Regions from separate parts of the Ovis aries genome. Here region 1 is linked to region 2. Evidence: chromatin contacts called from public Hi-C data. All regions are on one chromosome and are shown on one strand. Each heading gives the region's core, a stretch centred on a gene start, on an enhancer-like site or on the middle of the called end of the contact. The rest is flanking DNA. Distances are from core to core; before and after follow the strand shown.

What was found. Hi-C and Micro-C count contacts between places; a contact is called where the count stands out from the background.
Region 1: a contact with region 2 is called in a Hi-C map of liver, with 2.3 times the contacts expected there. The contact joins the promoter of SPRY1 here to the enhancer-like site in region 2. A contact is called at or near these places in 5 of 16 Hi-C or Micro-C datasets (hypothalamus, liver, mesenteric adipose tissue and 2 more).

Annotation. Positions count from the first base shown.
Region 1 is chr17:34,552,953-34,558,544 of ARS-UI_Ramb_v3.0, reverse strand. It overlaps SPRY1 (sprouty RTK signaling antagonist 1), which reads left to right and starts at 2,993. Exons shown (of 3, transcript XM_060401036.1): 1 at 2,993-3,110; 2 at 3,872-4,751. LOC105602800 (basic proline-rich protein-like) reads right to left here. Exons shown (of 4, transcript XM_060401373.1): 2 at 5,492-5,592; 3 at 3,536-5,323; 4 at 2,369-3,044. The coding sequence ends at 4,488.
Region 2 is chr17:34,335,447-34,340,765 of ARS-UI_Ramb_v3.0, reverse strand. The region is part of intron 2 of LOC121816923 (a long non-coding RNA gene); the gene reads left to right. Among named protein-coding and RNA genes, the nearest start is that of SPRY1, 220 kb to the left of the region's middle. Within about 2 kb of position 2,980, at least 10 of the 54 cell types and tissues checked have an H3K27ac peak or open chromatin away from gene starts, as enhancers often do. A contact at or near this core is called in liver, where this site is marked.

The DNA of each region.
Region 1 (5,592 bases), core at 1,744-4,243, 220 kb before region 2:
CAGTGTAATTTATTCAGCTGCTTGATATGCCCACTTACAGAATTTGAAACCAATACAGAACATTAGTATTTCAAATAGGGCAGAAGGATGAGAATTATACTTATGAAAATGAAAAGAATGTGTATGGAAAATTTACAGAATAGGTTGGTCTATTTCTGTCAACTACAAAGATTGTTTACGAAAGGAAACTGAAAATAAAATGGCTTATCCTTGCCAGCTTTTCTTGGGAAGTATAGTAATATAGTGACTACTGCCCTAAAAGGAAAGTAAAGAGTTTCCATTCCTGTTTCTTCATTAATCTATTAGACACTTATGGGGTAACTCACCAGTATCTGTTATTATTTTGTTTGTTTCTCAGTAAAATCAAACATTATATTTATTATCACGAGTTCACAGAAACATTGGAAAGATTAATAAGGTATTATTTTTCAAGAGCTTGGAACACATTATGGTTCTGCAATTTTGGCAAATAAAGTAGATAAATGAATAAGTTAAGCCTTAGTACTACACTTTTTTCTTCTTTTTTAAAGCACTAGTAGTTGCCAAGAGTTACCAGACATTTTTTTTTTCATTTTACTTTGTTGTTTTTTCAAAAGTCAAATCAGTGGAAGAAATATCGAATCTTGTTTTCACATGAAAATGAAGAATAAATGAATTCACTTTCCATTCTGCCTTATTCTTTTAGATCTTAATATAGTAAACTGAAAATTATGGTACAATTTCTCATGGATATTTACATTGTTCTTCCTTTTCAGGAAAACTTCGTATACTAGCTGTCTATTTCTAGCCATAGTACACTGTATTAAACTTTCTAAATAAATAACAATGTCTATTTTAAGCAAAAATTTTAGAATTTCAACAGACTTAAGAGTTGTAGGCAATCAGAAAAGGGGGCAGGTTTTATTAAATGTCTTCTAGATCAGCAGCCCCCACCTTTTCAGCATCAGGGACTGATTTCATGGAAGGAAGTTTTTTTATGGACCAAAGAGGGGAAGGAATGGTTTCAGCATGATTCAAGAGCATTACATTTTCTGTGCACTTTATATCTGTTATTATTACATCAGCTCTACCTCAGATCATCAGGCATTAGATCCTGGAGGTTGGGGACCCCTATTCTAGCTCCAGGGTGGCAAGGTTATACATATATTTATTTATACTATAATATTTAGAGGAAAACATATTGATGCATTTCAGTGCTAAATGATATAGAGGGTCATTGTTCATACTATTTGATTTCTCAATAGAACATGATCCATGATGATGATGTTATAGATAACATTTTATGGATTTTATTTATTATTGTAATTTAAAAATACTTAATTTCACAAAGATTGTAATTTAATAATATACCTTGGTTGAAATAGTTTGAAGGTTATTTATAACAAAAATTTTCAAATATATTGTTGTAGGATTTATGGAAATAAAATGTTCAGTGCTCCCTCTCCTGGTTTTATCATACTGGTGAACTGACCTCTTGTCCCCAAATTGTGGTGATAGCAGAGAAGACAATTTTGAAAAACCAAATAAGATACCATCATGGAATATTGTATTTCTGATTTGACTCTTTCAAACCCATTCAAATTGTCCAAGAAACTTATCCACTGGTTAGCTTATTATTTCTCCAAATATTATGAGATATATGAAAATATAAAATATGTACAATAATTTGACTTTAGCCTTTGAAACAGCCTATTTTATTACAAGTTATATTATTAAGAGTGAATAGGTAGCTTCTTGGTTTCTTGTTCTGTGTTATTTTCTAGTGATGCTTTCTTGTTGATGGTTTTAGCAGTGCCCTAGGGTCCTGAAAGGTCATTCCAAATAGAACTTTAATTATTTTAAAGAACTCAAATATTAGAAAATCTCGAATAGAGAAAAAAAGTTTCAAAACAACTACTATTGTAAAGAAGAATATTAAAAAATCACTGAAATGTCCATACTCAAATTTATATGATTTTTTACTGAAGTTTTGTTTGCTTTATTTCGTCAAAGACTTTAAGCTACTTCTTATATGTAGGACCTGGAAAAAATATTTCCCTTTCCATTTACTATATTTTTCTGGGTTTTAGGTATCTTTTAAGAATCTCTGTGGAAGCTCAAATTTCACATATTATTACCCTCACAGCAGCATGAAGTACATGATTTTGATAATAAATGTCTAAAATCCAATAGTCTGTAAGGAAACAAAAAGCATTTTTCCTACTGATTAAAATGCTTTTTTTTTTTCAGTGACACATCATATATGCTTAAGAATTATAAAACCTCTTAGGAAATTATTTCTGTTTTAATTGATTTCTATTCAGCTGATTTTTAAAAATAAATTTATTTTTTCAAAATTAGATAAATATCTCACAAAATTGAAGGAGTCTGGGATTTTTACAATTTTTATTTTGGGGAAATTACATCACAAATCAAGAGAGCAATTATTATAAAATCTACAGCAGGAAATCATACCTTTATCACATATTACATACATTTGCAGTAAAGCGTGCCACGTTTTAGATTTCACATATTCTGAACTTTGCTTTAAATTGGGTCTGTAATGGCACATCATCATCTTTTTTATATCAATATACATTATCTAACTGATCAGTAGTGAGGGCTTGATATACAACTTTTTAATCTTTTCTTCTTCAAAGTTGTTTTCTAATTCCACTTTTAAGGGTAGAGTTCACCAATCTTTTTGCTGAGATTTGATAACTGAAGACTGCTAACTAAATTTAAAGGTATTCTTTTATGACGAAAGGCATTTGAAGGATTTTTTGAGGCAATCCACATTTTCAGAGGATGTTTGTTAGGGGAGTGTACAGGGCGATATATCCAAGTGGGTACTCATAAAGGAAAGAGGAAACGACTGTTGGGGAAATCCTGCTCCAGGTTTTCAGGCAGCCCGTATGATTGACACATGATATCACTGGAGGCGTGTCCTGGAGTGGAGGTGGAGGTGGAGGCAAAGAGCTGAAATTCTGCGGAGCCGGAGTGGGACTGCTCTGTAAGGCACGCAGTGGTTTGCAGAGTGATAGCCGCAGACACAACTCCCAGCCCTGGAAAAGGAACAGCTACAGTTGCTGTAAATGTGCCTGAAAAGCAATTTCCAATCTTTGCTTTAGGTAAGAACTGTTTCCTTCCTTTCCTTCCGTAGACATTTTAAGGAAAGATCAGGTGAGAAATGTTGGCTTTTGCAAGGAACTGATTATTTCTTTGAACTCGCTTTAGATCTAAGATTACTGGTTGCATTTCAAATTACCAGTAGCATTCCCACTGCTAAAACGAATGCTCTTAAAGTAAATGCTACCACTAAAAGAAAAAGCAAGGTCCTTTTCCTCCCCACCCCCACAACCCCCCCAGCCGAGCAGTAACAAGTTTCAAGTCTGAAACAGTCGGATGTGTGAAAGAAAAACTGGGTGGTTTTTCTTTTTCTTTTTTTTTTTTTTTTTTTTTTGCCAAAGAGGGACTGGCATTCGGTGTGTGGACCAAATGCATGTTTGTTTAGGCATTGTTGGCGACCGAATCCCCAGAAGCAATTGTTTAAAACCTGAATTTCCCGTCTCTGTGTATTGATTTCCAATGCGCAGAAGCGTCGCTTGAACGTTGTTTGAACTCTTAGGCATTCCAAGGGGCAAAAGCACTTCGGCAAAAACGTGCAAGACTGCATGTTACTTTGGTTCGCTGCTGACACGCCGACTGTGCGCCCGCCTGTCAATCACAGGGAGCAGCAACAGCCAGCACATGGCAGCGGGTGCGGGCGGCGGGCGAGCTGGCGAGCGGCCCTCTCCGCTCCACTCTTCGCCCGGGCGGCGGAGCGCGCGGCGAGTCCAAGTGCCTGGAAAGAAAGGGAAATTAACGTGTTCTTATCTCTAATCGTTTGTAGCAGGCGTTTCGGCCGCAGAACAGGAGGGTCGGAGGACTGGGAGTGATCGCTGCCGGGAGAGGCTGACTGCCAGGACCGGAGTTCCCAGGAACGCCGTGCCCCCACTTGCCCGCCGTGCGGGATCGAGAAAGTGCCTGGACCTGCGCGGGAGCCAGGGACGACGCCCCGCCTTCTCCCCGGAGGAGAACCCCAAACCTCGCTCCCTTCACCACCGCCCCTTAAAAGCGGGTAAAAAACAAAATCCCACCCACCCCCACCCACGGGGAGCGGCGGTCGGGCCTCTCAGGCGTGTACTCCCTGCGCGGCTCCGTGACTCGTCCGTGGACGCCGGTTCGAGCCCCGTCCCGGGCGCCGCGGAGCCTCAAACGTCCGTGACGTGGACTTCCACGCGTCAGGAGGCCGCCACTCCCGCCTTTCCCGCGAGGAGCGACTGGACCCCGAGGAAAACTCTGGTCCGAGCACAGCGGCGGGTCGGCCGGCCAGTCACGCACTCCTCTCCCCGCCGCTCCCCAGCTCGCCTTCCGTATAGACCGGGAGAGCCCTCCTGAAGGGATTTCTTTTTTTTTTTCCTGGTTCTTGGAAGGGGGCTACACGAGAAGAGCCCCGGAGGTGGATGTTACTGAGCTGCGCGGCGCACGCGAGCTGTGAGAGGTCTGCGCCTGGCCGCGCCGAGTCTCCAGAAGATTGTCCCCCGCAGCCGGAAGGGGGCCGCGGGGAGCGCTCCTGCCCCGGGGCAGAGGCCGCGGGCCGCCCGGCCGCAGCTCGGGCCATGCCTCCCCGTCCTCCCCGCCGCGGTTGATGCGGCGAGTGCACGCAGTCGCCCGCACCGGGACCCAGGCCGGGTTGCACTGCTTGGCCGCCCGCCCTCGCTTCGGCCTAGGTGAGTTTGGGGCGGCCGCCCTCGGGCTGCGGGGGCGGGAGGTGCACGGGCGGGGCGGGGCGGGCCGGGCGGCAGGTGCGGGCCCTGGGGAGCGGCGTGGGGGCCCGGACCGCGCGAGGGGAAGGGAGAGTGGGGCCACCCCCTCTCGCGGCCCGGACGGCCCGCGGGGCGCTCAAAGCTGGGTAAGCCGGAGAGCGACCTTTCGCCTCCGCGCGGGACGGCGAAGCGGGGTCCCCAGTCCTCAGTCGCCTGCAGCGGCGGCGCGGGGACCCGGCGTGTCCTCTCGGGGAAACCCCTCCACGCGAAAGGTGCATTCGGGCAGGCTTGGAGCGGGGGGGAGGGTCCGAGGAGGACCGCGGAGCTGCTCGGCGGGTGCCCGCGGCGGGCTTTCGGGATCCGAGGATCCCTCGGACCGGGGCCTCCCGAAAGGCGTGTTCGCGCGCGAGTGCCAGAGCGGACCCCCGGTTCGCTGGGGAGCCCCTGGGCCGAGTCGGTGTGCGCCCGCGCGAGCTGCCACTTTATTCTTGTTGTGAGCGCGGCGGCGCGGCGAGGGGCGGGAGAGGGCACTGCCACTTTAAAAGTGGGGAAGTCCGCCCTCCTGAGGTAATGGTAACCTCAGCCTCCTCCCCTCCTCCTGCCCGAGAGAGAGAGAGAGGAGAGAGAGGGAGCGAGAGAGAATACTTGTTTTCATTCATAACTTTTTCCTTTTCCTTCCTCTCCGTCAACTATTTATTCCCCGCTCGTCTCAGCGCGGATTGCAGAGGGCGCAGCTCCACCGCGGGAACCGGCGATGTGGCGACACCGCTCCGCCGCCCGGGCCCCCGGCTCGCTGCGCCCCGAC
Region 2 (5,319 bases), core at 1,731-4,230:
AGTGGGCAACGAGAGAGGACTTTCTCTGCCCTTTCTTCACGCACTGCGTTTTCTTTTCTCTTCCTCTACTCCAGAGCTCTAGTAATGGACTCTAACTTCCCATACTCAACAGAGCTTCATTTGTAGTGATGCGATGGTGAACCTACAGTCTGTCATACAAAGTGAGTGAAAGTGAAGTTGTTCAGTTGTGTCCGACTCTTTGTGACCCGTGGACTGTAGCCCACCAAGCTCCTCCATCCATGGGATTCTCCAGGCAAGAATACTGGAGTGGGTTGCCATTTCCTTCTCTAGGGGATCTTCCTGACCCGGGATCGAACCCAGGTCTCCCACATTGCAGGCAGAAATACAGTCTCTCAGAAAACTTCCTATAGTGACACAGGACTTCAGATCCAAGTACTAACATCAAAGATTTCAAGGGAGGAAAGGAAGCCAGGTTGAAAGAAGAAGGGGGAGGAGGCTGGAGGGGGGCACAAAAGGGGTGGCCTTACAGACGTCTCCTGCCACCCTCAGATAGCCAGGGGTTATGGGACTTTTCCCTGGGCCTCCAGAGAAGCGAGGACTGGAACTCGGCCCTACCAGAAATCAGACCAGACCAGAACCAGAATTTGAGTTCTCTGCCAAGAGGAGGTGATCAGTCTTCAATCCTCAGCTCGGGCTGAGGGCCCTTTGACCAGATTCCTGCTTTCAGGACCGGGAGACTAGAAAAACAGGGAAGGATAGGAAGGGTTAAGGAGAAGAAAGAGAGAGGGAAGGGAAGAGAGGTCAATAAAGTCTCTTGTTCCTTACTGGTCGGGGCACTCTGGCCAGTTGTCCGCGTCAGGAGGAGAACAGGGACAAAGGGTCCCAGTTGCAGCCGCTGGGTCTGGTCCATTGGCAGGCAAGCTGGCCCCTGAGTACCCCAAGTGGTCAGGATGTCAGTCTCAGCGAAGAAGAGTCCCCGCCAGAGTCGCCATTTGTTGCAGAAAGGCAGACCCCTTCCAGGGCCCGAAACTGGGCTCTTGTCTAACACTCGGAAATTCATACAAAGTGAAGTGAGTCAGAAAGAGACAAACAACTGTTGTATATTAGCACGTATATATGGGATTGAGAAAAATGATACAGATGAACCTATTTGTGGGACAGGGATGGAGAGAATGACTTGTGGATGCAGCGGGGGAAGGTGAGGGTGGAATGAATTGAGAGAGTAGAATTGACATATATACACTGCCGCTGTGCTGTGCGTAGTCACACAGTCGTGTCCACCTCTCTGCGACCCCATGGACTGTAGCCCACCAGGCTCTTCTGTCCATGGGAGTTCTCTAGGCAAGAATACTGGAGTTGGTTGCCATGCCCTCCTCCAGAGGATCTTCCCAATCCAGGGATCAAACTTAGGTCTCCCACATTGCAGGTGGATTCTTTACCATCTGAGCCCCCGGGGAAGCCCATGAATATTGGAGTGGGTAACTTTTCCCTTCTCCAGGGGATCTTCCTGACCCAGGAATTGAACTGGGGTTTACTGCAATGCAGGTGGATTCTTTACCAGCTGAGCTACCAGGGAAGCCCATATATAAACTATCATGTATAAAATCGATAGCTAATGGGAAGCTGCTGTATAACGCAGGGAGCTCAGCCCAGTGCTCTGCGATGACCTAGAGGGGTGGGATGAGGGGTGGGATAGGAGGGAGGCTCAAGAGCGAGGGGATATATGTATACTTATAGCTGATCCTTGGAAGGAAAGTTATGACCAACCTAGACAGCATATTCAAAAGCAGAGACATTACTTTGCCAACAAAGGTCCGTCTAGTCAAGTCTATGGTTTTTCCTGTGGTCATGTATGAATGTGAGAGTTGGACTGTGAAGAAAGCTGAGTGCAGAAGAATTGATGCTTTTGAACTGTGGTGTTGGAGAAGACTCTTGAGAGTCCCTTGGACTGCAAGGAGATCCAACCAGTCCATTGTAAAGGAGATCAGTCCTGGGTGTTCATTGGGAGGACTGATGTTAAAGCTGAAACTCCAATACTTTGGCCACCTCATGCGAAGAGCTGACTCATTGGAAAAGACCCTGATGCTGGGAAGGACTGGGGGCAGGAGGAGAAGGGGACAACAGAGGATGAGATGGCTGGATGGCATCACCAACTCGATGGACATGAGTTTGAGTAAACTCTGGGAGTCGGTGATGGACAGGGAGGCTTGGCGTGCTGCAAGTCATGGGGTTGCAAAGAGTCAGACACAACTGAGCGACTGAACTGAACTGATAGCTGATTCACATTGATGTACGTTAGAAACCAACACAACATTGTGAAGCGATTATACTTCAGTGAAAAAAATAAGTTAAAAAAATACTCATTCAGAGTATAAAATTGTAGTAGGAATTTGGGGTTTGCTTTTCTTTTAGATTTAACTCGACTTACTAGGTTCAGCGTACTTTGTAATAGATCTCCAAAATCACAGGATCCGGAGGGCAAATTCCCCTGGGGGCAAGCAGCCTTGAGAGCTGATCGTTGCTGCTTGCCTGCTTGCTCCCTCCCTTCTGCTCAGGTATTAGTTGTTCAGACGGTGGCATTTGTGCCTGCTTCCCGGGTCCCTTGCTCCATTTTCAGTGATGCAAAGTCCCCAGCTCGGCCTGTCAGAACTTGATAGCTCTGTAAACATTGAAATCTCTGTTGCCATAACAGCAGGAAAAATAATATGGGATCCTGCATATAAATATAGTGGAGGCCTTGGGGAATAGGAGCATTCTAAATGCCTTGAAGCTCTGTCATGGCATAATCTCTTATAAATAAATGTCAGCATCGTCCCTGAATGCAGACTGGATTTTTGCCTGCCTGTGGTGTTCAGGCTTCTAGACAATAGTTATGCTAAGGGATTATCTTTTAACATAGTGCAGTTATCTCCTTTGTTTGTTTTCTTTTTTCATTATTCGCATAAGCCAGGGGAAATGAAAAGCATCTTATTTCAGGCAAAAGGGCCTGTGAATGATTAACTCTGGTTCCATGCACTGGGACTCTGCATAGCAACCCCTTGGCTTACGGCTAGTCAAAAGCTCAAGGCAGTAACAGCAACAGCCTAGGGACCTGAGACCAACACTCTCAGTCGAAGGTGGTGAGGAACGGATTAGGTGTAAGCACTGTGTTATGAGGAGAGTTCTCTGTAGCTGGCTCATTTAATTTTGCATTGGTTTTATTGGACTTTTCTTGCTGGAGTTGTGTGTTGCTGACCTTTTCTTTCACATGCACTCATGCTTTTTGGAGCACACTAGAGGCTCCAAGTGAAACTTGGCTACGAGTACCGCCTAATCTGGTTTATGCCTCCATAGTGTATGTGTTTTCTCCCTAGTACTGTACAAAACTGGGCTAACACTGGCTAAATGTTACATTAAAGAATGGAATTCACAGCTTCATCATGACCTTGAGTTTTAATTTTAGCTCAACAAAAATTTTGTTGGTAAATTTTGGCTCTCTTAGAATTAGATGGAGCACAAAGTATTAGGAGAATGAAAGAGAAGCAGATGGCCTGATGACATGGTTCCAATGAAAAGGACATGAGTATACCAAGGACCCACACTGTGCAAATATAGGGACGCGATCAAAACCAATTTCCTATCTTTTATGGACATTTGGTGTTTAAATATTTATATAACAGGGTCTATTTTCATGGAAAACAAGACCTAAGTTAAAAGAGTCCCAAGAAAATGAAGTGTAAGCTATGGACCAAAGAAACATTGGAAAATTTAGGAAAATGCAGCATCGTTATAATAGAGCCAAAATATTTAGGACACTTAAATTTAGGCTGCAAGTCAATCCAGATGTTTATTTATTAACGTTAATAATGTTTCCAGTCTTGTTTTAGAACACCAAATCCCGGGGGTTCTGCTTCTGAGTTTAAAGACAAAATGCATGATCTTTATTCTTTTCCAGCTCTGTTTGAATTTCAGAGGTTTTCTATATCTATGATTTTCCTGTAAAAGTGTTTGCAAAATCTTGAGCAGCTCCCGATGCCTAGCAGAAAGTCTGAGTGAAACACAGGTCTCACAAAGCTTTCCCCTTTCTGCATTTCTCTTTTTGCTTCCATGGCAATAAAGAGAGAAACTTGGCATAAGAATATAATCTGTTGCTGCCTGTTTCTCATCTGAAGTCATAAACCTCTGCCATCCCACCCAAGACTAGAATTTCAGCTGGCATGAAGCAGCTGTCTGCTTACAGGTTTTTTCCGGTAGTAACCAAAGACAAAACTATTTTAATTGAAGGCCCTAGGCGGTTCTTCAAATCCTTACAATCCCTGGGTCATCCCCAAGAGGAAGCCATTGAGGAAAAGGTGCAAGTTACCTCCTTTCTTATCGTTTTTTGACACACTGTGTGTTTATGAAGTTTGAAAACATTCTTACCACTCTGATTTCTCTGGGTTGAATGCCCTGGAAAAAAGGAGGGCTGGGGTATCACCAGTTCAAAAGCCCTAGGGATCCAGCACACAAGCTAAGTCAGCCAAGAGTGTGCTATGGTCTCGGGGAGGGAGTGGTCTGTTCAAAAGAGCATCCGCTGCTCAGCTGCCCCCAAAGTTACCACGTGGGAATGTGTAGAGTTGTCAGATATTCTAATTTGTCACTGGAAGTTCCCAGATCCTGATTTTTGTGTGAATTCTACAAGCTTTAAAGGTTGGGTTTTTTTTTTTTTCTAATTTTTATTTGTAATATTATCATTTGGGTTTTATTTTTGGAGAAGGCAATGGCACCCCACTCCAGTACTCTTGCCTGGAAAGTCCCATGGATGGAGGAGCCTGGTGGGCTACAGTCCATGAATACAGTTGCTTTACAATCTCATGTGAGTGCCTACTGTACAGCAAGATGAATCAGCTGTGCATATACATATATCCCCTCTTTGGGGGATTTCCTTTCCAATTAGGTCACCACAGAGCGCTGAGTAGAGAAAGCATAATTTAGAAAGACTCATGTACCTCAGTGTTTATTGCAGCACAATTTTCAAGAGCTGAGACATGGAAGTAACCTAATGTCAACTTGCAGAGGAATGGATAAAGATGTGGTACGTATATGCAATGGAATGTTATTCAGCCTTAAAAAGGAACAAAATTCAGTTATTTGTAGAGACATGGATGTACCTAAATGATGGCAAATTTTAATTTGAATTGAAGTCAAACAGTGTGAAGATCAATAAAAGCATTGCTCTCGAATGTTTGGGTCTGCTAGGATCCAAACCCCAGGCTTTATCCAGGATTTACTATGGGTAGGCTTGGCATTTCTCAGCTTCTTAGGTTCTGAAACTGTCAGGTGGCCTCCTATTTACACATTTTACTTTTTTATTCTAGGAAGTTTGGCAGAAAGAAAAGA